Linked DNA regions of Sus scrofa: all the other regions are linked to region 1. The links are chromatin contacts, called in public Hi-C, HiChIP or PLAC-seq and promoter capture Hi-C maps. All regions are on one chromosome and are shown on one strand. The core of a region is the stretch at or near the end of the contact, and the rest is flanking DNA. Distances in the headings are between cores, read along the strand shown. Region 1 holds the start of RRAGC (ras-related GTP-binding protein C). Region 2 holds the start of YRDC (yrdC domain-containing protein, mitochondrial). Region 3 holds the start of INPP5B (type II inositol 1,4,5-trisphosphate 5-phosphatase). Region 4 holds the start of SF3A3 (splicing factor 3A subunit 3). Region 5 holds the start of UTP11 (UTP11, small subunit processome component homolog (S. cerevisiae)).

What was found. Promoter capture Hi-C pulls out the DNA fragments that hold promoters and counts their contacts. Hi-C and Micro-C count contacts between places; a contact is called where the count stands out from the background. HiChIP or PLAC-seq counts read pairs in DNA pulled down with a chosen protein or histone mark.
Region 2: a promoter capture Hi-C map of liver shows a contact between it and region 1, with 11 times the contacts expected there. The contact joins the promoter of YRDC here to the promoter of RRAGC in region 1. A contact is called at or near these places in 1 of 5 promoter capture datasets (liver) and 2 of 2 datasets of contacts at active chromatin or transcription factors (alveolar macrophages and skeletal muscle).
Region 3: a promoter capture Hi-C map of fetal skeletal muscle shows a contact between it and region 1, with 15 times the contacts expected there. The contact joins the promoter of INPP5B here to the promoter of RRAGC in region 1. A contact is called at or near these places in 2 of 5 promoter capture datasets (fetal liver and fetal skeletal muscle) and 2 of 2 datasets of contacts at active chromatin or transcription factors (alveolar macrophages and skeletal muscle).
Region 4: a contact with region 1 is called in an H3K27ac HiChIP or PLAC-seq map of alveolar macrophages. The contact joins the promoter of SF3A3 here to the promoter of RRAGC in region 1. A contact is called at or near these places in 1 of 5 promoter capture datasets (liver), 2 of 47 Hi-C or Micro-C datasets (embryonic fibroblasts and heart right ventricle) and 1 of 2 datasets of contacts at active chromatin or transcription factors (alveolar macrophages).
Region 5: a Hi-C map of liver shows a contact between it and region 1, with 9 times the contacts expected there. The contact joins the promoter of UTP11 here to the promoter of RRAGC in region 1. A contact is called at or near these places in 1 of 5 promoter capture datasets (liver), 1 of 47 Hi-C or Micro-C datasets (liver) and 1 of 2 datasets of contacts at active chromatin or transcription factors (alveolar macrophages).

The regions. Positions count from the first base shown.
Region 1 is chr6:94,801,635-94,804,525 of Sscrofa11.1, forward strand. It overlaps RRAGC (ras-related GTP-binding protein C), which reads right to left and starts at 1,383. Exons shown (of 7, transcript XM_003127801.4): 1 at 1,028-1,383. The coding sequence starts at 1,264.
Region 2 is chr6:93,832,346-93,835,236 of Sscrofa11.1, forward strand. YRDC (yrdC domain-containing protein, mitochondrial) reads right to left here and starts at 1,431. Exons shown (of 5, transcript XM_021095978.1): 1 at 907-1,431; 2 at 250-364; 3 at 10-129. The coding sequence starts at 1,298. It overlaps C6H1orf122, which reads left to right and starts at 1,421. Exons shown (of 3, transcript XM_021095979.1): 1 at 1,421-1,558; 2 at 1,649-1,850; 3 at 2,103-2,580. The coding sequence starts at 1,524. The coding sequence ends at 2,198.
Region 3 is chr6:93,942,859-93,945,749 of Sscrofa11.1, forward strand. It overlaps INPP5B (type II inositol 1,4,5-trisphosphate 5-phosphatase), which reads right to left and starts at 1,540. Exons shown (of 25, transcript XM_021095974.1): 1 at 1,417-1,540; 2 at 630-713. The coding sequence starts at 686. All of the region lies in intron 2 of LOC106510652 (a long non-coding RNA gene), which reads left to right.
Region 4 is chr6:93,974,906-93,977,796 of Sscrofa11.1, forward strand. SF3A3 (splicing factor 3A subunit 3) reads right to left here and starts at 1,419. Exons shown (of 17, transcript XM_003127795.2): 1 at 1,158-1,419; 2 at 841-888. The coding sequence starts at 1,253.
Region 5 is chr6:93,992,323-93,995,213 of Sscrofa11.1, forward strand. UTP11 (UTP11, small subunit processome component homolog (S. cerevisiae)) reads left to right here and starts at 1,364. Exons shown (of 8, transcript NM_001244742.1): 1 at 1,364-1,443. The coding sequence starts at 1,381.

The DNA of each region.
Region 1 (2,891 bases), core at 133-2,632:
TTACTCCCAAGGTTTAGGCAGTGAGCAACAAGTGAAAAGAATTAAAATCACTTTGCTAAAAACCTACCATAAAATGTACTCAGATTTCTCCATAAAGGTGACAAGATAAAACACAGTAATTCAGTCAATTCGGAAGGCTATTTTTAAAAAATATCATGTCTACATAATATCACGCAGAGACCTTTATTTTGGAGAGACCTTTGCAACAGAGTGGAAAGGGCAAAACACCAGGGATCTAGCATTTTACTACCAGCTCACTTTGTGTGTAAGAGGTATAGCTGAGAGCTCAATCCTGCCCCTACGTCCTCCTGACCAAAAAGTGCATAGCCCTCCATCCGTTCCTGACAGACCCCAAGTGAAAGTTGGCATAGGTCTGCAGATGTTCTCCAGGTCTCAGAAAATTCCTGTAGCCACATACAAACGGGCAACATCACTAGTAACTATGCTCACCGGGCCACAGATACTAAAATAGGTGGGAAAAGTGCCCCCAATTCCCACTAACGTCACAGTAAAGTCTCCTTCAAACTAGTAACAAGAGCGGGCATTACAAGGGCTAGGGAGTTAGTCGCAACTCTTTCTGATGCTGCTCCCTGGGGCTCACCTGGGAAGCCCTTGCAAACTGAGGTCACCTGAAGTGAAAGGAACACTCAACCAGGGCCAGGGAGGGAGTCCAGGAAGTTCTCCAAGTTAGAACCATGGAGCACGTCTCAGTTTCGTGAATGGAAGAGGGGCTGGGTCCCAGGAGGCGAGATCCCGGGCGGAGCCACAGGCACCTGCCTCGCTCTGGCCACTCGGGGAATACGGGACCCACTCGGCCTCGGCAGACCTGGGCGTGGACTCTGAGACTGGGGTCCCCGCTGCGGCCGCGCCCGGGCTCTGCTCCCAGAAGAGAAGAGAAAGCGCGCTGGGACAGCCCAGCCGGCCACCCCGGCCTACGCCCTCCTCGGGGCCTCCCCGCCCTGCGGCCACCCGCGCCCCCGGGGAGGGGAGGGGGGAGGGGCGGAGGGGCCGGCGCGGCCCCACTCACCTTCTGGATGGAAGACTTGCCGCTGCGCCGGAGCCCCATGAGCAGAATCCTCGGCTTGGAGCTGTCAGCACCCCCCGGGCCACAGCCTCCACCGGCCCCCGCCCCAACCCCGCCACCCCCGGCTGCAGCCTCCTCTTCCTCCTCCTCCACGCCGTAGCCGAAGTCCTTTGGGAACGAGTCCGCCGCGCCGTAACTGCCGGCGAGGGGCGTCTCCTCTGCCCCGTACTGCAGGGACATGGTGCCGGAGCCGGAGCCGGAGCCGCCGCCGCCCGCGCCCTGACAGGCCAGGCCAGGCCGAGCCAGGCCGCCGCCTCCCCAGTCCGCTGCCGCCGCCGCCGCCCCCGGCAGCCGCCACAGCCGTGCGGCCCGCCCCCCGGAGCCCGGCTCTCATAGGCTCCGCGCCCGGGCCCAGCCTCTCATTGGCTACCCGAGCTGCCACTCGGGAGCAGCAGGGTAGGTGGTGCCCGTCACGTGCCCGGAATCACCTGACTCGGAGCTGTGGAGGGGGGAGGAGGAGTCACGAGGAGGGTGGCTCGGCCCGGGCCGAGCCCGCTGCCCTCCGCCCCGACGCGCACCTCGGTCCTGCCCAGCCTTGCTTCTCACCGCTCCCCTGCCTGCCTCGGGCTCCAGAGGCCATCGCAATAGCAGATGCTCTCTGGACACTTGGGAGAAAAAAACGATTGCCCTCCTCCTACTATTGTGCTCGCCCAACCAGTATTTATTGATGCCCGCGAAGTCCTGGGGCACAAAACTGGAACCGACTCGGACCCTGCCTGTCCTCAAGTTGCTCCAAGATTAATAGAGCCTGGGCCTCTGCGTAAGTACCTTCAGTACTAGGTATGAACTGGGAAGGTCAAAGGTACAGATAAAACAGCTCGGGGAGTTGGGTGGGTGAAAACGTCTCTTAGGAGCTGGCGTCTGAGCTGGTCTAAAAGGGTGGATCTGGTTGGGATATGCAAGAGTATAGAGGAGGAGCCTGACAGAATGTGGGCACAGCCTCAACCAAGGCAGTCCAGAGTGAGATACAGTTCGTTTTAGCAGGTACCCGGACCCTGATAGGAAAGCACACGCAAGCAAGCTAGAATGTTTTATCCTCTTTCTTCAGCAAATCACTGGCAATGAATACTGCTGCCACTTCAAGAACAGGACCTAATTCCCTCTGCTTCTCACTTAGTCAAAGTCTACTTCTTCATTAATTCTATCCTCCCACAGAACACTGCCCCTTCTATGACCTCGTTCAGATGGGAGACCAAAGGAAAGAATAATGAAAGCAAACCGGAGCAAATGCTTGTCACCAGATATGTTTGGGAAAGCTAGAGGGAGGAATTTTCAGTCAGACTTTAGAACTGGAAATTTGTCAAAAGAGGATCTTCCTCTTAAAGGGGGCGGGGGTGGTGATGCTAGTGTTCCAAGCAAACTAACTTTTTGATTATGAAAGGAAAGCATGTATGCAAATTTGGGACTTGGTTATGTCTGAATCTACAAGTTAAAGATGGGACACATCCGTAGAGGTCATCTTGTCCAACCTCTCACCTAGAGAATCCACTCCACAGCGTCTGACTGATGGATATTATGCAGCATACACTTCAGTAGTTCCAAGGGAAGAGAGCTCACTATCTCAATGGGCAGTCAATTCCACTGTGGTAAAATTTTGTCTGTCTCTTATTGAGGCCCCAAATTACACTCTCTGCCACTTAAACACTGGAATGTAGAAGCACTGGGCTTCATCCTTTTCATGACAGCATCTCAGATATTAGTCTTCATTACCCACTAAGTTTTCTGTTCCACATTCCATACTCAATTCCTTCGGCCATTCCTTCTACAGTAATGACCCGTAGCACTTTCTGTATTAGAAAAGTTCTAC
Region 2 (2,891 bases), core at 181-2,680, 970 kb before region 1:
GGGTCTCACCTGGACATTCAGAGAGCTGGCCTGGGAGCTGAGGTTGGCGCTGGTGAGGGCAAGTGGTCCCCCAAACACCTGGGCCAAATCCTGCATGAAGGCATGGTCGGGAATCCGGACGCCTACAAGCTTTGAGGCAAGGGAAAGGGCATCATCAGAAAGGCTGGAAGGGGTGGGCAATGGGTCTGACTTGGATCCTAGCAAAAGCCAAATGGCAAGAGTCTGGGGACACAAGAGAACCTGACTCACGGGAGTGAAGGGGTTCAGGTCCTTGTTGAGCTCTTCTGAGCGTTCCATCACCAGGGTCACTGGTCCTGGCAACAGGTCGTTCAGGAGCCCCTCAGGTACTCTCACATGGCAGTACCTGGGAACAAAGTGGGCACAAATCCAACCAAACGAAAGGCACTGCTGGTCCTATTCCAGACTCTAGGGAGATCTAGAAAAGGTGACCCTAGCGACTACAAGGGGATCCACCTGTCTTTTTTCTTCAAGCCCCCAAGAATTTGAGCAGAAGGTAGGGCACCAGTGGAGCATCCCAAGCTTGGAGCCCACATGCCTCTCGTCTCCGAGCTACAGCGCTTTCACGCTCCATGTTTTACTTTCTTCATGGCACTATTAAACTAAGCAATGTGGTCCCCCGCTTTTTTCTTAAACCGTGGCAGTCCCCCCCCCCCATTACCACGAAAGCGTCAGAATAGGGACCCCTACTGCCTCAATTATCGGTGCGCCCCCGAGCTCGTTTAAGGCTGGCAGACGCCAAGTGCTTCGCACACGTTTCCAGTTCCGGATTCCTGGGTGAGCATGGACAAGCCCCTCCCGCTCTCTGCGCCTCAGTCTCCCAAGCCTGTCACCGGAAACCCCTCCCGCGGTGCCGCCCCCAGCGGGGCCGGGTCGGGGCGGCCTCACCTGTAGACGTCGGCCACGCGGCCCAGGCATACGGCCAGCGGCTTGGTCTCGCTGCGGCCCTTGGCGAGGTACACGGCGCCCAGTGCTTCTGAGCAGCTCGCGGAGCAGGCCAGGCCGTACAGCGTATCGGTGGGAACGGCCACCACGGCGCCGGCGCGCAGCTCGGCCACGGCGGCCCGCAGTGCCTCGGTCCAGCCGGCGCGCTCCGGGCTTGCGGCCCGCACGGCCCCGCTCCCTGGGAGCCGCAACAGCCGGGCCCCCGGCGCTGCCGGAGCGGGGCTCGGCGGGCGGAGGAGACGCCCGCTCCGGGCGGAGCCCGCCGGCCCCTCGCTCAACCCCATGCTGGCAGCCACCGCGGCCCTCAGCCCCCTGCACGGACGCGCCGGAGACATCCGCCCAGACCCACTTCCGGGAGGAAGTGACGCGCCCACTCAGCTTCCGGTTCGAGAAGCTCGGCCCCACCTCCGCGCCGGGCAACTTAAAGGGACCGCGACCCCCAGGAGGATTGAAGGAGACCGGTGGGGACGGGGCGGGGCGCAGCTTTGCGGAGCCCTGGCGCAGCGCTGGGGAGGGGGGGCGGCCGAAAGGGGGGCGGTGGTCGGGCCGCGCAGGCGGAGATGGAATGGGGCCCGGGCTCAGACTGGTCACGGGGGTGAGAGGGGGCCCGTCGGGGAGGGGGGAAGGGGCTCTGACCCCGCGCAAGCGCCGGCCCTGACCGTCTGTCTCGCTCTCTCCCGGGCAGGGAGGCTGCCGGCGTGGACCGTGGGAAGGCGGGGCTGGGGCTCGGCGGGAGGCCACCCCCGCAGCCGCCCCGGGATGAGCGCGCCCAGCAGCTGCTGGACGCGGTGGAGCAGCGGCAGCGGCAGCTCCTGGACACCATCGCCGCCTGCGAGGAGATGCTGCGGCAGCTGGGCCGCCGGCGCCCGGAGCCGGCTGGTGGCGGGGTCAGTGCCCACCCCGGGCTGGGCCTGGGAGGTGGGGACTACCCACTGGCCGCACTTGCTAGCCCTAGCTTTCCCTGGAGGGTGGAAGAGTGTCCCCACCGCTTTACCCCCACTGCCTTTCATCTGGATGAGAGGCTTTGAAAAAGTTAAGTGCTATCCAGATGCCAAGTGGCCATCTCTTGCGGGGGCCTAATCCAGGGCCTTTCTTCCCAGCCTCACTTTTTTTTCCCCCCCCCAACCTGTTCCAATCAGAACGTCTCAGCCAAACCTGGAGCGCCCTCCCAGCCAGCTGTCTCCACCAGAGGTGGCTTTCCAAAGGATGCTGGCGATGGAGCTGCGGAGCCCTGACCATCTCCGAGCGGGGCGCCCTGACTTCTCTCCCTCCCCGGGGCTGGTGGCTGGACTCTGAACAACTCCCTTTCAATAAAGGGGCCAGTCTTCACTGGCAGTGGCTGGTATTTGGCTCTCAGCCTGGGGTGGCAGCTCTGCTGGCAGCTGGGTTCACTCCCACTTCATCCTGGCCGAAGGCAGTGCTGAGCTTTGAAATGTAGCCAGCGAATACCCAGTCTGATTATCCGGATTTGGGCAGGCCAGCAGTGCTTGCCAGAGTGGTCTGGCCTGCTTTGTGGGATCCAGGTGGTGTTACATGTCCATTTCATGCTTTGGGGGCTCTTAGCCCCAGGAAACACTTTTAGCAGAGCCTTGATTAAAAGGAAACCTGCAGACTCTCCTGGTGACCGACCTTTTCCTTTCTGTCCCCTGTCTAAGACTTTGATGCCTGGGGATGGGGGGAAGCGGTTGAAAATGGACAACCATGGGCAGGGATGGGAAAAAAATGCCACAGATACTACCAGGTTTAAATAAGCATTTAATTAGGATTTCATTAGTATTTAATATTGCTTTTTCAATTCCAAAAAGTTAAATTTTCACTTCTTAGCAGATATTTTAAAGTACAATATTAAGTTTTTACAAAATGAGCAATTAAGCAAACACCATTATTTCACATTCTTCAAAAATACAAATTCTTTTTGGGTTTGGAGG
Region 3 (2,891 bases), core at 290-2,789, 860 kb before region 1:
GGAAGCCAGCACCCAGGCCTCTCCCAACCCAGGCCACCCCACCTTCCCTGCCCTACCCTCACCGACACAGACTCGCTGGGTGACCCTGGGCAAGTCGCTTCACCTCTCTGACTTTTTCTCATCTGTGATATGGTGATAATAATTCCCAGCTTCACAGCAGGTAGGAGGATAACTGAGTATGTAAAACACCTGGCAGAGAGTCTGGGACTGGATAAATGCTTAATAAGTGCTGGTTTCTGGAGTTCCCATCGTGGCTCATCAGTAATGAACCCGACTAGTATCCATGAGGACGTGGATTTGATTCCTGGCCTCGCTCAGTGGGTTAAGGATCCAGCGTTGCTGTGAGCTGCGGTGTGGGTTGCACACATGGCTCAGTTCTGGTGTTGCTGTGGCTGTGGCATGGGCCGGCATCTGCAGCTCCAATTGGACCCCTAGCTTGGGAACTTCCATGTGCCGCAGGTGAGGCCTTAAAGTTAAAAAAAAAAAAAAGTGCTGGTTTCCTTCTCCCTGCATGCCGCCTCCCCCCCCCACCCCCACCCCCCCCGACCCCATGGCACAGAGAGAGGGAGGCAAGCAGATACACACGTGCGGACACCAGTCATTCCACTTGCCAAGGCCAGGCAGGATATGATGAGGCAGTACTCCCCCTCAGCCAGGGTCTCCTGGATGGCCACAGACTGGTCCATGCTGGGCCCCCGCTGAGCAGACACACCCTGGGGGAGGGCAAACGGGGGCTCCTTAAGTCAACAAGTCTCCCAGTGGGTGATGGAGCTGCCTCCGAGGGCTGGGGGCAGGGAGGAGGGGCTTTTGTGCTGGGAGAGGGTGGAGGAGGCCGGATCCTCTCCCTCCTCCTCCCCGCCCCTCCCCTCTAGAATGGACCTCTTAGTTTCTAGGGAGAGGGGCCAAACCTTTGCCTCTGGTGGGAGGTACAATGTGCTGTACCACCCTTTGTCTGGAAGGGCATCCAAGCGTTTCTAAATGGGGTCCAGTCTACTTGTCGGATGTGGAGTGGTGCCTTGTCCCATTACTGGAGAGCAGGACACTGTCCCACTGCTCCTGGGATGGAGCTCTGCCTCTCTTTTGGGGGAGCAGAATGAGTCCTGCTGGCACCTCTCAGGGAGGTGTCAGAGGGGTATCTCCATGGGGTTGTGGAGAAACCCTGTTCCTCTCAGAAAAGGAGCCTCTCAGCCTGGACAAGTCCTGTGCTCCTTTCCTTGGAGATGGGAAAGTGTCCCGTTGCTCCTTGGCCCTCCCCCAGCCCAGCAGGCCCCATTGCATCAGCCGCAGGCCAGGGTGTCTGGTTCTGACAGCCTCAGGACAGGGGTCCCGGCCCTCAAGTTGTCCAGTCCCTCCTGCTCAGCCCTGCCTGGCTTCCCTGCTCCCACCAGCTCCTGCTACCCTGCCATTGCCACCTACCTCTAGAGCTGTCACCGCTGCTGGCGGTGCGGAACACCGCGGCCCGGCCCCGGGGCCCAGCCAGGGACTACATTTCCCAGCAGCCCCTGCGCCACAGGCTGGTCAGCCGCCTGCAAGTCCCAGCATGCCCGCGCCAATCCCTAGGGGAGGGCCCTCCTGTCCCTGCCCCGGGTAACCCCTTAGGACCTGGGATAGAATGGGCTCCTATTCCAACAACGTTTTCCTAAGGACTGCTCCTGCCTCACCGTCCACCCTCTGTCATGGAGCCAGAACCTCCTGCCCAGGGCCCAGGAAGAAGATGGTCACTTTAAGGGACAACATTTTCTCCTGAGTGTCCTCCTCAGCTCTCAACACTGGCCTCTACTGGAACTCTCCCTCCCCAAATAATTACCCCAACCTAGCTTAAAGGAGAACAACACTATGAAGAACCACAGTCCCCATTTTCCAGGTGAAGAAACTGAGGCTCAGGTTGCATAATTTGACCAAGGCCCCACCGCAGCTAGCAAAGTGGCAAAATGGGGCCTCTATTTAAAGTCTGATTCCAGAGTTCCCATTGTGGCTCAGAGGAAATGAATCTGACTAGTATCCAAGAGGATGGAGGTTTGATCCTTGGCCTGGGTCAGTGGGTTAAGGATCCGGCATTGCCATGAGCTGTGATGTAGGTTGCAGACGCAGCTCGAATCCTGCATCACTGTGGCTATGGTATAGCCTGGCAGCTACAGCTCCGATTCAGCCCCTAGACTAGGAACTTCCATGTGCCACAGATGCTGCCCTAAAAAGACAAAAAAAAAAAAAAAAAAAAAAATCCTAATTACAACTTCTTTGCCATCAACACTGCCACGTGTGCATTTCCTCCCTTAGCCTCAGCAGTGTCTGTGATGGCAGCACCCGGTCCTGCCTGCCTCATGGGGCTGTTTGAGGTTCATGGATACAAACGCTTCATAAAGGGTGTGACCCTGTGCATATACAGTACTTCGCTGAGACCCCATCCTCTCTCCTTCTCAGGGAGGAAAGAGGTCAGGGAAGGGGGTCCCTTGGCTCTCAAGAGAGCCTGAGTGTTGACTTTGTTGTTCTCCAGCCCCTTCCCCTCGTTCACCTGGCCTCAGGCACCTGGGTAAAGCATCCCTCCTTTGGGACCTCGATTTCCCCACCTAAGATAAGGACAAAAAGGGCCAGCTCAGATCAGGGAGTCCAGCCTATTGGCCATTTGAGTAAACTGTAAGCTCCCCCAATAGTCTCACCCCAGTGTAGTTTGTGGCACACAGGTAACCTTCAGGATATGTTTATTGAATTAGCAAATTACCTTAATAAATACTCCTTCTCTCAAGCTTTGAGCCAAGCTGAAGGGTCAGTCCTGGGGAAGAAGTGACCATGCGATTTTCTTCTTTTTTCTTTGGAGGCATATGGAGGTCAAATCGGAGCTGCAGCTGGAGCCTAGGCCACAGCCATGCTGGATCCGAGCTGCGTCTGTCACA
Region 4 (2,891 bases), core at 169-2,668, 830 kb before region 1:
CAGATTTGTTTCAGAATTTGAAGTTTTTAATTTCAGGAAGGCACTATATATAATATACCTAGTGGAATCTGGAACACACATTAATAGTTCTGCAGTGAAATTTATGCACTATTTATTCAATGGGATAAAGACAATAAAAAGGTCTCTCATCTGTTCATATCAAGTCAGATTTTTGCCACCAAGTAATTAAAAGAACAAATAACCTTTTGTTTTTGGAGTACTTTGCTTTTGGGAATTTAGCTAAGGGACTAGGGCTTATAATATTAATTATGTCCTCCAAACTAGAAATTCTGATTAGATCTTTTTTCCCTTTCTAAATAGGTTTCAAACACGCAAAAACAGAGCTAGAAAGCACAGTATAATGAACCTCCACTTACCTACCACTCAGTTTTAATACGTACCAACATTTTAGTTTTGACTCTTTCTAAAAAAAAATGGAACTATTACTAGAAAAATGCAGCCTGGTAAGCAAAAAATATTTCAATACAGTGTTCTGAGAGGAAAACACTAATACACAGCATTCTCTTTGGGGGAGAAGGCAGAGTACCGTCTGAGTTTGAATCACTATAACTACTCTTTGGTCATCCACTGGACAGAGGAGGCTTTAAAGAGGCATCTTCCCCGGTAATGAATAATGAATGAGTTTCCCATTCAAAGAAGTGAGCAAGGGCAGTTAAGCACCCTCAGGTTTGGCAGCGTGTGGACATTTGGCAGGCATACAAACCCTCGACTGGCCAATCTGGTTACCTGTGGCCAGGGCTCCTGTTGACACCCGTGTCCCCCCTCCTCCCTCTTCCAGTCCATCACGACCCAAAGAGAAGCGAACAGCAGGGCACTCACATCTTGCATGGCCCGTGTGCGGTGGTCAGAATTGATCTGGTCCCGGAGCTGAAGAAAGGCAAACGGTGACAAGGACGCCGTTAGTCGTTGTTCTGGAGTTAGGACGGGCGCCCGAGGGCGGAGCTTACCCGCTCAGGTCTTAGCGGCCCAAGCCGAGAGGCCTCTGGGCGCAGGGCCCGGGGAGAATGTTACCAAGGCGAGAGTTTCGGGAGCGAGTCCGGGGAGGGGGCGGGCGCGGAGCAGGTCTGGGGCTCTCTGAGGTTAAACACGGGCAAGGGGCCCAGTTTCAGGGGTACCCCTGCCCAGGCCCCACTCACCGTGGACTTCTTGGTGAGCATCTCTTTAGCCATGACGTCCATAAGCCGTTCCTTCTCCTCATGATAGCGCCGCTGTTGCTCCAGAATCGTCTCCATCGTCCCTCCTCCCGAGCCGCAAGGCGGACCACCGAAACGGCCGGAAACGACTTCTGCCGCCTTGCGCGCCCGCGTCGCCGAGCCGCGCGTCCGGCTGCACCAAAGTTCCGCGGCTGCCGGAAGTGCTTCGAAGACTCGACGAAAAGTGAGCACCGCGGGAGACCCAATCAGTGCTCGGGACACGGCTGCAGTGCCCCCTGCTGGCCGGGGGTGTGTTGCGCGATGCCCAACGGTTTCCAGGTGCCTCTAGGGGGCAGGCAGATATCCACCAACACCCTGGCTTCAAGGGATCTGACCTGGTTTTCCGGGGCCTCCTGAGGCCGAGAGGGTAGGAAACTGGATGAGTGGTTGAAGCGTATGGATGGGAGTAGGGAACCGGAACTTGAGTCTCCAGCTCTTTGTGTGACCTTTGACAAAGTTTTTCTCTTCTCGGGACCTCCGTGTCCTTGTCAGTAAAATGGGGATGAGAGCAGGGTTTTTTTTCTTTTTTTCTTTTTTTTTTTGCTTTTTAGGGCCGCACTTGCAGCATATGGAGGGTTCCAGGCTAGGGGTCCAATCAGAGCTACAGCTGCCGGCCTACACCTTAGCCACAGCAACGCAGGATCCCAGATGCTTCTGCGACCTATACCACAGCTCACCACAACGCCAGATCCTTAACCCACTGAAAAACGCCAGGGATTGAACCCACTACCTCATGGTTCTTAGGTGGATTCGTTTCCACTGCGCCACGACGGGAACTCCTCCTTTCCTTTTCTTTGCCTTCCTTCCTTTTTCTTTCTTTCTGCATATGTGGAAGCATCCTAATTGTCGATCAGCAGGGGGCTGGTTAAATAAAATATGGTACATCCAAGAAGCAAAATGCTATTCGGCTTTAAAAAAAAAAAAAGTGAAGCAAGTCCATATGTCCACTTCTAGGTAGAGAAATGAAAACAAGTCCATATGTTCAGATGTTCATAGCAGTGATATTCATTATAGACAGAAACAGGATGCAACTCACAAATCCATTAACTGGTAAATGGGCAAACCAAATGTGATGTGTCCATATAATGGAATATTATTCAGCAATAAAGGAATGCTGAGATATGGACGAACCATGAAAACATCACACTAAGTGAAAGAAGCCAGACACAAAAAGTGACATAGCTTATGTCCAGATGGCATATCTATACACAGTAAACGAGTGGTTTCCTGCTGCTGGAGGTGAGACAGGAAGCAACTGCAAAAGACACAGGAAATCTTTTGGGGGATGATAAAAATGTTCTAAAATTGGATTGTGGTGATAGTTGCACAGCTGTGATAAATTTCCTAAAATTAATTGAATTGTACACTTAACTTGGGTGAATTTTATGGTATGTAACTTCTACCTCAGTAGAAGCTGTTTAAAAATTCTGTTGGGGGAGTTCCTGTTGTGGAGCAGCAGAAACAATTCTGACTAGTATCCATAAGGATGTGGGTTTGATCCCTGGCCTCACTCAGTGGGTCTGGGATCTGGTGGTGCTGTGAGCTGTGGCGTAGATTGCAGATGCAGCTCAGATACAACCCCTAGCCTGGGAACTTCCATACAGTGCGGGCCCTAAAAAGCAAAAAAAAAAAAAAAAAAAAATCTGTGTGAACTCAGATGGAAAGATGGTCACGAAA
Region 5 (2,891 bases), core at 114-2,613, 810 kb before region 1:
AGGGTTGAGCCCTGTCAAGAGACACAGGTGCAGAGTTCCCGTTGTAGCTTAGCGGTAACGAACTGGACTAGTATCCATGAGGACACATGTTCAATCCCTGACCTTGCTCAGTGGGTTAAGTATCCGGTGTTGCTCTGAGCTGTGGTGTAGGTCACAGATGCAGCTTGGATCCTACAGCATTGCTGTGGCTGTGGTGTAGGCTGGCAGCTGTAGCTTGGATTGGACCTCTAGCCTGAGAAATTCCATATGCCATGGATGCAGCCCTAAAAAGCAAAAATAAATAAATAAACAAATAAAATAAAAAAGACGCAGATGCAATTACAGAACTTGCTAAAGGTTAACTTCACATGGTGGAAAAGAAGCCAAATGCCCCTGGAATGCTCCGCTGTGCCCAACTCTCTATCTATCCTTACAAGTATGTTTAGTATTACAACAATAATAACAATAATAGGTCCAATAAATTGTGAACTTACTAATGGGCGAACAGAGTATTAAGGACTTTAAACATTTAAACATTTTATTCTCACAACAATCCTGTAGTATAGTATTATTACCTCCATTTTACAGATGGGAGATAAGGTTCAGTGAAGCTAACTTTGTTTTGGCTGCTAACAGTTAGGATCAGAACACACCTCCGTGGTTTATGGTCCTAATCATTACATGGTACTGCCTCTGACACTCATTCTGTCAGCCACACCTTGAGGGTGTGAGAGACTTAGAACTCTGTAATTAATGCCATGATATGACTCCTTCGTTCAACTATGAGCTCTTTGACCGCCCTATGAGGCAAGCAGTGCATGCTATTATTATCCTTGCTTTATAGATGAGAAAAACGATGTTCATTAAAGTCAAGCGACCTGTCCAAAGTCACATAGCCAGTAACTGGCAGAGCCAGACATGACTTTAAGGTCGCTGTCTCCTTGTAGAAAGCTTTCTCTGGTACACGGGGAAAATTCATGGGGGTCCTAGCTTTAAACGCACCGCGTAAATACGTCAAATGAAGAGGCGTATGAGACTGAGCAGGCGCACACAGGTCCAGCTCGGCCCTAGGGCAGTGCCTGCCGCTTGTTTCCAGGTACCGACCCACAACCGAGTGTGAAGTCCAGTACACGTGGACCAAGGTCTGGCGAACCAAACTGGCTGTCGTAGAGTTATGAGACTAGACCTAAGGAACTACACTTCCCAGAAACAGCTTGGGGAGGGCGCCTTTGCTCCATGACGTACTTCCTGAAGGGCAGGCTCTGGATACGCTGCCGAGAAGAAGTAGGCGGTCCTAAGCCGCCGGCGGCTTGGCCTATTTCCGGTAGGATCTGTAGAAACGGCGGCTGATCCGGTGAGGAACCTGTGTTGCCTACTGCGCTGTTCCAGAAGCGAGCCGACATGGCGGCGGCTTTTCGGAAGGCGGCTAAATCCCGGCAGCGGGAACACCGAGAGCGAAGCCAGGTAGGACCGCATAGTCCCCACTAGCGCTGGCCTGTGGGCCCGTGTGCTATCCTCGTCGCAAACCTACTCCGTTTTACCTGTGGGTCTTGGCCTTTTCTATGCAGAGATGCTACGTGTAAATACCTGCAAATATATGCTAATGACGCTGGCGTAGCTGGGACCGAGGCTCGTGGTTCGAGGCTCGCGGTTCGGAGAGGAGAGAGGAGGAGGAGGAGGTTGTAGTTCTCTCTAGGAAGAACGCGGCTGTCCTCATACTTTGGGGATAATCAAAGCTATCTTGCGAGTTTTCAATGAAGTAGTTAAATGAGATGCTGTTTGTAAAGTGCTTTTTTTTTTCCGGGGAAGCTGAGGTCAAAGTTCACACAGTAAGTGCCCACATCTAAAGATGCTCAGCTGTGCCCACTGCGTGTGCAGAATTGGTTTTTTTTTTTCTTCTTCCTTTTTTTCCGGCCTTCCGCCCCGCTTCCGGAAGTTCCCGGGCCACGTATGGAACCTGTGCCGTAGCAGTGACAACACCCCATCTTTAATTTGCTGAGCCATCAGGGAACTCTGAGATTGGTGTTCTTAATGTGATACCATCATCATGCCTGGGCCTTGGGGTCAATGAAGATTTATCACATACGCTTTTTGTTTCTGTCTCACCATGTAGTGTTGGTGTTTTTCATCCCCGTTACACAGATGAATAAACTGAGGTCCAAAGAGTGAAACTGATTTGCCCGATCAGAAACACCAAATTCAGGCCTAGTAAAGAGTTGTAGGACGTCTTTGGTGGATGTGCCTGTGTGGGAGGGTTGAGTAGAAATTTGCTTAGTATATGCAGAATCAATTTATTCTAGTGCTCTCAGGAATCACACAATATCCAATTCAGAAAGGTCTGTAGGGTATCTGGTCCAACTTCATTTTATAAGATGGGGAAGAGAGAGAGAAGGATATGTCTAAAGTTGTACCACTGATGAGTGGAATGGAAGTAAGGCCTCCCAACCACAGTTCCATCTTACTGCTTTATCGTATTTATCCGACATTTGTTGTGCACTTGCTGTGTGCTCAGCGGTGTGCTGGGAGTAGTGTAATTTGCCAACTTCTTTGCACCTATGTGTGGACCTATCTAAAAGTAAAAACACCTAGAAGTGCTTACTGTGTGTGGGAGCCAAAGTGCAAAATGCTTTGCTTTTCTAATCACATTTAGCTTTCAAGTGTGTGTGGAAGTAGGTACTATTTTTTTTTATATTTGCAATGGGGAAGCTAAGACTCAGGTTAAGAAATTTGCCCAAAGACATACAGCTGTAGCTGGCAATTGGCAAAGCCAGGAATCAGACCAAGTGTTTTGAATCCAGAGGCTACTAAAAGTTGGATAAAGCAGCAGCTTTATATAAACAATGCCTGATGAGAAAAAAAAAAGAAAGAAAGAAAAATAATTTTTAAGAAAAGAGAAAAAAACAAAAAACGCC